Linked DNA regions of Danio rerio: region 1 is linked to region 2. Evidence: chromatin contacts called from public HiChIP or PLAC-seq data. All regions are on one chromosome and are shown on one strand. Each heading gives the region's core, a stretch centred on a gene start, on an enhancer-like site or on the middle of the called end of the contact. The rest is flanking DNA. Distances are from core to core; before and after follow the strand shown. Region 1 overlaps ebf1a (EBF transcription factor 1a). Region 2 holds the start of ebf1a (EBF transcription factor 1a).

The links. HiChIP or PLAC-seq counts read pairs in DNA pulled down with a chosen protein or histone mark.
Region 1: an H3K4me3 HiChIP or PLAC-seq map of embryo shows a contact between it and region 2, with 8 times the contacts expected there. The contact joins the enhancer-like site here to the promoter of ebf1a in region 2. A contact is called at or near these places in 8 of 18 Hi-C or Micro-C datasets (caudal fin, embryo, fibroblasts and 1 more) and 2 of 4 datasets of contacts at active chromatin or transcription factors (caudal fin and embryo).

The regions. Positions count from the first base shown.
Region 1 is chr14:39,733,258-39,737,974 of GRCz12tu, forward strand. The region is part of intron 6 of ebf1a (EBF transcription factor 1a); the gene reads left to right. Among named protein-coding and RNA genes, the nearest start is that of ebf1a, 110 kb to the left of the region's middle. Within about 2 kb of position 3,189, at least 12 of the 62 cell types and tissues checked have an H3K27ac peak or open chromatin away from gene starts, as enhancers often do.
Region 2 is chr14:39,621,356-39,625,837 of GRCz12tu, forward strand. ebf1a (EBF transcription factor 1a) reads left to right here and starts at 3,026. Exons shown (of 17, transcript NM_001423971.1): 1 at 3,026-3,750; 2 at 4,476-4,482. The coding sequence starts at 3,617. It overlaps LOC141377560 (a long non-coding RNA gene), which reads right to left and starts at 2,839. Exons shown (of 3, transcript XR_012389897.1): 1 at 2,724-2,839.

The DNA of each region.
Region 1 (4,717 bases), core at 1,939-4,438, 110 kb after region 2:
ACAGGATGTGGCCGCAGTTATATATGCTAACAGACAATGTATCAGCCTCTTGTGCCAATGCAGAGATTACATACTGTGCAGCTAGAAAAAGTGTGTGTTCGCATTTGTTTTGGTTTAAATCGTACACCATCGTTGCTTGATTGGTGATGTGGAAAGATCAGATAGATGATGATTTTCAGTCAAAAATGTTACTTTGTTCAGTTATTACCATTGCCACAGATCAAGAATTACACAAGACTACATTTTACAGGAAACCATGCTGTTGGTACTGTAGATTTCAGTTGTGCAATCTTACAGACCAACTTGGACTTGGCAACAGTGAAGCACTCGCTGAAATGAAACTAGCAAATCTGCACTCATTGTATGGGGTGGAATCAAACTACACAATTTTGTGAGTTCCCAACCAGTCATTGCTTGCTTTCCTAATGCTAAGTTTAGACTGCAGGATTTTTTTACACTGCATGACTATCTGGGCTCGCGTTTTGTCGCTGTCTTGTTTACACTGCAAGATGGGTTGGCGACAAAGGGTTTTACACTGGATGACTTTAAAACAGAAAGAATCTTGACAACTTTATCCAAACTACATCTCACAACCAAACACACGCGAGAAGTGACATGAAAACAATGCGAGGTCATATAGTATATCTTTTGTTATAAACTATATGATGAGAAAGAAGCCTTTAGTGGGATAGAAAATGTACTTATTTTGCTAACCTAACTAATTAGCATTTTCTCCTCAACTTTTTTTTGAACCAGTTGTGGGTTTGCTCAGATTATACGCCAAAGAGACATAGGTGATCCTGTCAATAGCCCCTTTCACACAGTGATACCGGTAAATATCTGGAAAATTTCGGGAACGACTTTACCGGTATATTCAAAAAAGCGTGGTTCACACAGGCGAGGACGTTACGGATTTTTTACAGAAAAGACCATTCACACATCACACAAATTGCCGGTAATTTTCCGGAAAGGTCTGTATGTGTGAAAAGGGCTAATTTTTCAATAGTTTTTCCTCTATTTCTTGGGTCCAAATAGACTGAAAATGAGCATTTGAACTTCTTCCCATCCTCCCGCTGGCCTTCAGCTTCTCATACTAGTGGATGCTGCTCTCTCTCATTGGCTGTAGGTGATCGCTGATGTTATTTTCAATCAGAACACATTTTACACGGCAGGATTTGAATCGCAGATCATATCTTTGATTGTACACACTGTGTGATTGTTACTCGCGTGAACAAGCCCTGGTTTGCCTGTGATTTCAGGCATTTGTCTTCGATTTCTCAAAGTTTGTCGGCGAGTCAAAATCAGGGCTAAAATCATGCAGTCTGAACTCTGCATAAATGTTGTGCATAATCGCAGTGAGAAGGTGGAATTATCTGTTACATGAGTATAAACAAAACGTTAGCTACCGAAACGTGTGTTTTGTACTGGCATCTTGTCATCAGAAAATGAGAGCCGGCAACTCTCTACAAATCTCACATGGTCATCCACTGAAGCTAAGCAGGGCTGAGCCCAGTCAGTACCTGGATGCGAGACCACATGGGAAAGCTAGGTTGCTGTTGCAAGTGTTAGTGAGGCCAGCAGGGGGTGCTCAACCTGCATTCTGTCTGGGTCCTAAAGCCCCAGTATAAGGGGACTCTATACTGCTCAATGAGCACCGTGTTTTAGAGGAGACGTAAAACCAAGGTCCTGACTCTGTGGTCGTTAGGAATTTTCCCACCGGCCTCTGTTCATCGTGGCCTCCTAAGCATCCCTATGTCATAATTGTCTTCTTTACACCAATCAGCATTTAGCTGGTGTTTGGTGTGGTGGTCTGGCACAATATGGCTGCCATTGCAAAATCCACGTAGATACTGCACACTGGTGGTGGATGAGGAAATTCCACCCTTGTGTAAAACACTTTGAGTGTCCAGGAAAGCGCTATATACATATAAGGAATTATTATTATTATTATTATTATTAATAATAATAATAATAATAGTAATATATCATAAAGCATATGTGTTTTTGTGTTTAACTCCATGAAATAGAACTATTGCCACACTTTCTTTTGTTTTGCTATGTTTTGTGTTGTGTACAGTGATTCTGTTGTCCTTTTGGTCAACATCACAGATGTGACAGAATCTGCTGTCGAAGACACACATCAAACACTTAATCATGCTATATTTTCTGACATAATAAATGAGATAAAATGACTGGTTCTTGAGTTTAGGATTCACCATGACACTCTATCTCAAACAAACTCAGGTTGAAATTGTGCAGTCTGAACAAGCTACAAAAGGGCTTCCACTAGAGGACTGCACTGCAAATCCAGGAGTCCGAGACTCCCACTTTCCATCTCCATCAATGTGTCATGATGAGTCCAGCACCCCTCCACTTTGTCCTGAGAAATATTTAAAGAAAAACAGAGTGGAATTACCTGACACAGGACAGGATTAGACAGAAAGCGCGGAGTGATAAATTTTTCATTGCAATGAGATGTTGTGGCTGAATAAAACATTGCTTTTTAAATAGACATGGGCTAACATGGAAGGTGTTCCCTGCCAGTCTCTCTCGGCGGAGCGGCTGACAGCTACACGCTCATGTCACATGCAGCCACACCGACTTACTATACACTTCACTATACTCTCTCTCAGAGCACACTTTCTTACCACTTTCGCATCAAATTTGGTGTCATCCTTGCCTATTTCATCCGATTCCGACTGGCAGCCTGTCTGAGCATGTGTGACATGAGGAAATGTGTGTGTGTGTGTGTCTCCGACTGTCCTCTTTGACAAACTACACGGCGCCCTCTTTGTGAGTACAGAGACCTGGCCTGACTTTCTCACACAGCATTAGCATGCCAACATGCCCTCTCGCACCTTCCGCCCGCTACACGTGCCTAACGTGATCCTACACACTAGGCCGACTTGCCCCTTTTTCTCTCTCCCGCACTGTCAGTCAGTGACCCCACTGTTACTCTGAGCTCTTACAGATGGCCTGGGCTCAGATAGCATCTGCCTCCTCCCATCCATCACAAGCGGCTGCTCTGCGGAGCTCCACGGCAGGGGCCCCACAAGCCTGCCAGATCCGTTACCCCACCTCCGTGTGTGGGACTCAGGTACCGAATACTGCCTGCTAGCCTACGGTCACTGGAAAAGTGGAGGAACCCTAGTCTCCACAGTCCAGACTGGGAGCGAAGGCCTGGCTGTGGGTTATTAATGGGCCCCCCTTGTTGTGCCTCGGCCCCCAAGGCGTCCGCCTCCGTAGCTCCTGGCACGGGACACCGGCTCATAAATCTCCTTAAATAATGCCGTGCGGCAGCTAGGGGAAAGGGGTCACTACGGAAACAAGGCAGTCAGGCTGAGATGAAGTGTCAGTGATGCATGGCCTGTGCCCCCGAATGCAGGTAACATTCCCCCCCAGCATACGCACAGGAGAAGAAAGGGGAGGGTTTGGAGGCACAAAGCACGACCTGCAACCACAAAACAGATTTTTATCAGGAATACAAGATTTATATATTTTTGTGTGAAACTTCAAGACCCCTGAGATGCAGAGGAGTCCCCCAAAATCAGAGCTCCACCAGCAGACGAGCGAGGTAGTGGAGTGGCAGCTGAAAGCCGAACATGTGGTTTGAATTAACACCCTCCCCAGGGTTCAGCCCAACAGTGGGGGAGGCAGGATCTGAGACTACCTTGTGATGATAGACACATCCGTCTGATTATTGTTCTTCTCTTGACACACATCACTTTCACATGCGCTGTAGAGTTCCCACGCCTTTTTTCTTCTCCTGCTTCAAAAGTTTGAGTGAACTCAAAATGTGGATATGATAATAGAGATTTTTTGGAAAGATTATAGATCAGGTTCCGAAACTAACCAGGACTCAGCGAGATACCACAAATGCCTCAGAAATGAATTAATTTGTTATCTTACACCGTATAAGAACTTTCAATTCCGTTCCGCTCAAATAGATTACATCTGTTAAAATTGACATTTATCTACATATGCACCTATTCTTTAAATTATACATTTGTTTAAACCAGCCTCCAGCTGAGTCTTGTTTCCTCCCAGGGTTTCTTCTTCATCTTCAGGAGTTTTTCCTTTCCCTGGTCGCCTTTGGTTTGCTCACTTGAGAATTCGACTATGCTTTGAAAAGTTGCTTTGGAACTATAAAAAGGCATTATACAAATACACTGAAAAAAAATATGTTCAATGAAAATGAAACTTAATTTAATATTACTAATAATATTGTAGAATAAAATATTATACATTGCTTAGTATTATGTCCTAAACATTTAAGTAATAATAATAAAATTAATAATAATAATAATAATAATAATAATACATGTATCACATATAAAGTTAATATGTTTATATTCAAAACATTGATGTAAGTCATTTCTTTTTTTGAAACAAGTTTGCATTATATTGACTAAAAATTACACAACACATAAACAGTTGAAGTCAGAATTATTAACCCCCCCATTTTTTTCCTTTTAAAATATTTCCCAATTTATAATTAACAGAGCAAGGAAATTTTCACAGTCTGTCGGATAATATTTTTTCTTCTGGAAAAAGTCTTATTTGTTTTATTTTGTGTTTTTTAATAGTTTAAACCCATTTTAAAGTCAAAATTATTAGCCACTTTAAATGATATATTTCTTCGATAGTCTACAGAACAAACAATTGTTAAACAATAACTTCCCTATTTACCCTAACCTGCCTAGTTAACTTAATTAAC
Region 2 (4,482 bases), core at 1,776-4,275:
ATTTTATAGCTACAAGAATGAATTGTGTTTAATTTAAAGTTTTTCTGAGGAAAAACATAATGACATGATACATTTATGATACATTTTTATCATGATTTACACCCACTAAAATGTCATTCAGTGATGCAAAAGTGTATATATAAATATATATAAACCCATGCATTCTCATTCACTCATACACTATTGCTAATTTAGTTTGTTCAATTCAGATAGTGCATGTCTTTGGACTGTGGGGGAAACCAGAGTACCTTGAGGAAACTCACGCCAACATGGGAGGGAAACATGCAAATTCCACACAGAAATGCCAGTTGGCCCAGTCGGGACTCGAACCAGTGACCTTCTTGCTGTGAGGCAATTGTTAGTATTATTTTGTATACTATAAATATAAAAGTGTCCAGCATATTTAAATGAAAAAACATTGATGACATAGACTCCTCTAGGTTTTACTTATTTATTTACATTTCATTTTAATCAACTTAAAATTTTTTTTAAAATGTAGTATGACTGCTTATTGTTGTATTATATTCTAATATGTAAAGGTCAATAAAAGTATGCCTTATTTCATTTTGCAGTAATTTCATTTTGACACATTATTCGAAAAGTTATTTGAAACACTTAAATCACAAACTTCATCTTTATACTTAATAATTCTTTTTTACATGCTCTTTTTGTAAACTACTTCTAGTTTCTGTAATGCTTTAAAAAGTTTTTTAAAACAAAGGCGATGTTTTCCATGTGTGGCCACTAGATGACAATGTTGCGCTGGCAACCATTATTTTCACTCTTGTCCGGTTCTCTGAGGAGTCTGAAACTCTTCATGCGATTTGTTTTCCAATCCACAAAAAACAGACTCTGTTTGTTGTTACAGTATGTACAAAATATGCAAGCACTTTTGTTAGTCATAATTACCCCCAACTGAGACTCTTATTAGTAAATTAGTCTATTTTTTAACGTCAAGCTGAGTTGGATCACAAACTCAAATATAATCCTGGTTATTTCATATAGCCTACATTGTGCATTAATGAAGAAATTATCAAAACGGTGCTTTTTCTTGGCTAGATAAATAAATAAATAAATAAATAAATAAATAAATAAATAAATAAATAAATAAATTGTAGATATTTATACTGCATTAAAACTAAATGTGCTTTTTATATACAAATACATGCTGGTCTGATCGCTTAAACAGACAAAAGTAGCCCACTGATTAAATTATGTCACGTGACAAAAACTTTGTTTTACATTATGATTTATTTTATGGTTATTCAATTCAATTAAATGGTTAGTGCTCATCAACGACAGTGTGATTTATGTGGACATCTGCTTTACAGATCAAATCGAATTTGTCGCTGTCAGCAATGGGATTAGTTGTATTATATAAAGGTTAATTTGAGCTTTTTTATATGATTATCATAAATATGGACACATGTTAAACAGGATTGCGCATTGATTTTTTTTTCTCGAACATGGGACATTTAAGTGACGCACATAATAAATTTTAGTTATGCTAAATAACATGTCTGTCTCTTATTTGGACACAATTCACCGTTTTCGCCAAGACTCGTTGTGTAGTTTCTGCCACTTTAAACTGCTGTGTGGCATATAAATACAAGGACCCAAGGGGAGTACAATTCCCCTCTGCCTGACCAGCTCTGCATAGGACGGACTCAGACCTCTCTCCTCCGTGCAATTCATTTAGCTCTGGTGCAATATCCATATCCGGAGCAAGCTCATTTTGAACATTTCTGAAATATAATAAAGCATATTTCAAATATTAATAAAAATGATTTTGTTTAAAAGAGGAAAAAAGTGCTGCTATTTACACTGTTTTGCGCTTATATTGTATTTTGTGTAGTCGTTTTATATTGTTTTTGACTAAGCATGCTGTTTAAACATTAGGTCTGAATGATCCGGTTTTGTTTGATGCGTTTAGCCTATTGTCGCTGCGGTGTTATATGGATTATAATATCTGCATTCTGCTCCTTTATCTATACTAATAAAAAAGTAGGCAATTTTAAAAAGCATTAAATAATTTTGTCAGTAAGGATTTTATAGTTTATTTTTTACTGATAACTGAAATAATAAAAAACAAACCTCAATGTTGGTGCAATGCACTAAGACGTCTCTTTGGAAATGTTTATGACACTAATTATAAATTTAGTCACATTGGTTGTCAAACATAGTATTTCTCGGGTTTATGTCTCTCATACGCACATTAATGAAATACTTCATACTTTATAATACTTTATACTACATTATGGTATTAGCCTAATAAAAAATCGACAATGATGTTTTAAAGAAAGCAGAATATCCTAGTGTGACCACGTTTTGGTTGGCTATATTAAAGCCTACCAGCTTACAAAAGTTCTCAATTCATTTATTTTACCTGAATATAAACTCTCAAGAACACACATCGCGCTCGTCTAGCAGGTAACCATAGCAACAGAGGTCTGTTTGACATGTCATTATTGATAATTTATGAAATAAAAATACTGACATAGCTATCATATTCTCTTTAAGCAATAATGCAGTGTTTTAAGGGCTTTTGGAAAAGCTGATAAATCTGCCAGGGGCGCCAAACCTCAACGCAACGCGCGCGGCGAAAACTCCCTCAGAAATGTTTTTATAAAACATCCAACTCTTGAGAGAGTTGCTGAACAACCCTAACACTAGCTCATCCCTATTTAAACAAACCCACTGTGCTGTTTCTTAAACAAACTTACAATATTAAAAGACAACTCTGCGTTCATGCGAACCACATCAGCTTGGCTCGACTCGCGCGGCGCGCTCCGGACTGCAGCTCCCCGCGTGACATTTAACGCGCGCATAACTTCTTTCTGGTTTCCCCTCTAAACACGCAGCTCGCTAAGTGGGCAGGGCGGGCTGTGATATCTAATTAGGCGACGGGCTTCGTGGTTGGGTGGACAGCTAATGGTAGTTCGGCTTACTTATGTTTGGGGGGCGGCCCTGCGTGCGCAGTCACTCCCTCCTCCTCCACCTCCTCCTCCCTTTGGGGTTAGTTTGCTTGTGTTTAGTTCCCAGAGACAGTCAAATCGGATTCCTTTGGGAAAGGACACAAATCACTCCCGTTTGAACAAGGGGAACAGCGAGGGAGCTGTCTCCACAAGGGTCCACCTCTCGTGGTTGATTTCATATTGCTCATTCATGTGATTTGATCAGAGAATACTCTTTGTGGAGAAAGACAGGAAAGGAAAGGAGGAGAAAATAAAGAAAGAAAAAAAATAGTCTCTGGATGATGACATTTGATCTAACCCTCAGCGAAGCCCGTTCTTGATCCTATTGTTTCTTAAAGTGACATTAGACTTTTTTCCCTCTTTCTCTCTCTCCCCCGCGCGCTAGACCGAAGGGACCTCCGGTTTAATCTTGCAGTTTTTGGTTTGTTTGTTTGTTTATTGTTGTGCGGTGTTCCCAAACCTGGATGTTGACATCTCGCGTTTCTTTTGGCACGTCGGTGTATTTTCGGTTTCACAGAGGAAGCGCTAATAGAGACAAACGCGGTGACACCTGCTCACCCGTACTCCTCTCCTTGTCTTTTTTTAACGGAGCGATCAAAAGAAGCAAGCAGCGACTGAGACGGTGACAGGAGTCTGTTTTCATGTTCGGGATTCAAGACAGCATTCAAAGGAGCGGGAGTAGTATGAAAGAGGAGCCCATCGGTGCCGGGATGAACGCTGTCCGGACATGGATGCAGGGCGCCGGAGTGTTGGATGCGAACACAGCCGCTCAGAGGTAAGCCGGCGGCGGTCTGCAGCGCCACGGCAACAGCTCGACGGAATGATATCGGGCGCTTATCATCCTGGGACGACACAAAACGCTCATGTATATCATCCTAATCAGTGCGCGATATCTGCTTATTAATAACCAGCTGACAAAGAGATTGATTTATTGCTGCGATAAGTTCGTAGCATCCTCCTGCGTGTCGTCGGCACCGACACATTGAAACGATGGAGTTGCAAGTCACATTTAAACTATTTAAAAAATATTTCTTCTGACATTATTATTTTAGCCTTAAAATAGCGGCTGCTTTTTAATGACTTTGCAACAGTGCGTTGATTTATTTGCCCTAAAATATGGAGTTTTAAAGAAAATAAATACCAGTAGCCTAGCTTACTTGTTTGTTCAAGTATAGATTTAGAGCAATTAAGCTACTTTATGATTTATCACAATTGCCAATAGTATGTTAAATGGAATATATGTTGTTAAAGACTAGCATAACTTTTTAAGTGATTGTGTAAAACACAAAGCTATATTTCAAGTTGTTTTCTTAAACTAATAAAGCAATTCACGTGTGCTATTTCAGGGCTTTCCCGTTGCACATTTGAACTAAAATTAGCCTATTTATTTTTAATATTTTGAGACAATTATAATAAATCACAAAATAGGCTATAATTGTTGCTTTTAATTATAAATACATCCATCATCATTCTGTCTGTCTTTCTTCTGTGTGTTTATAGTGGAGTG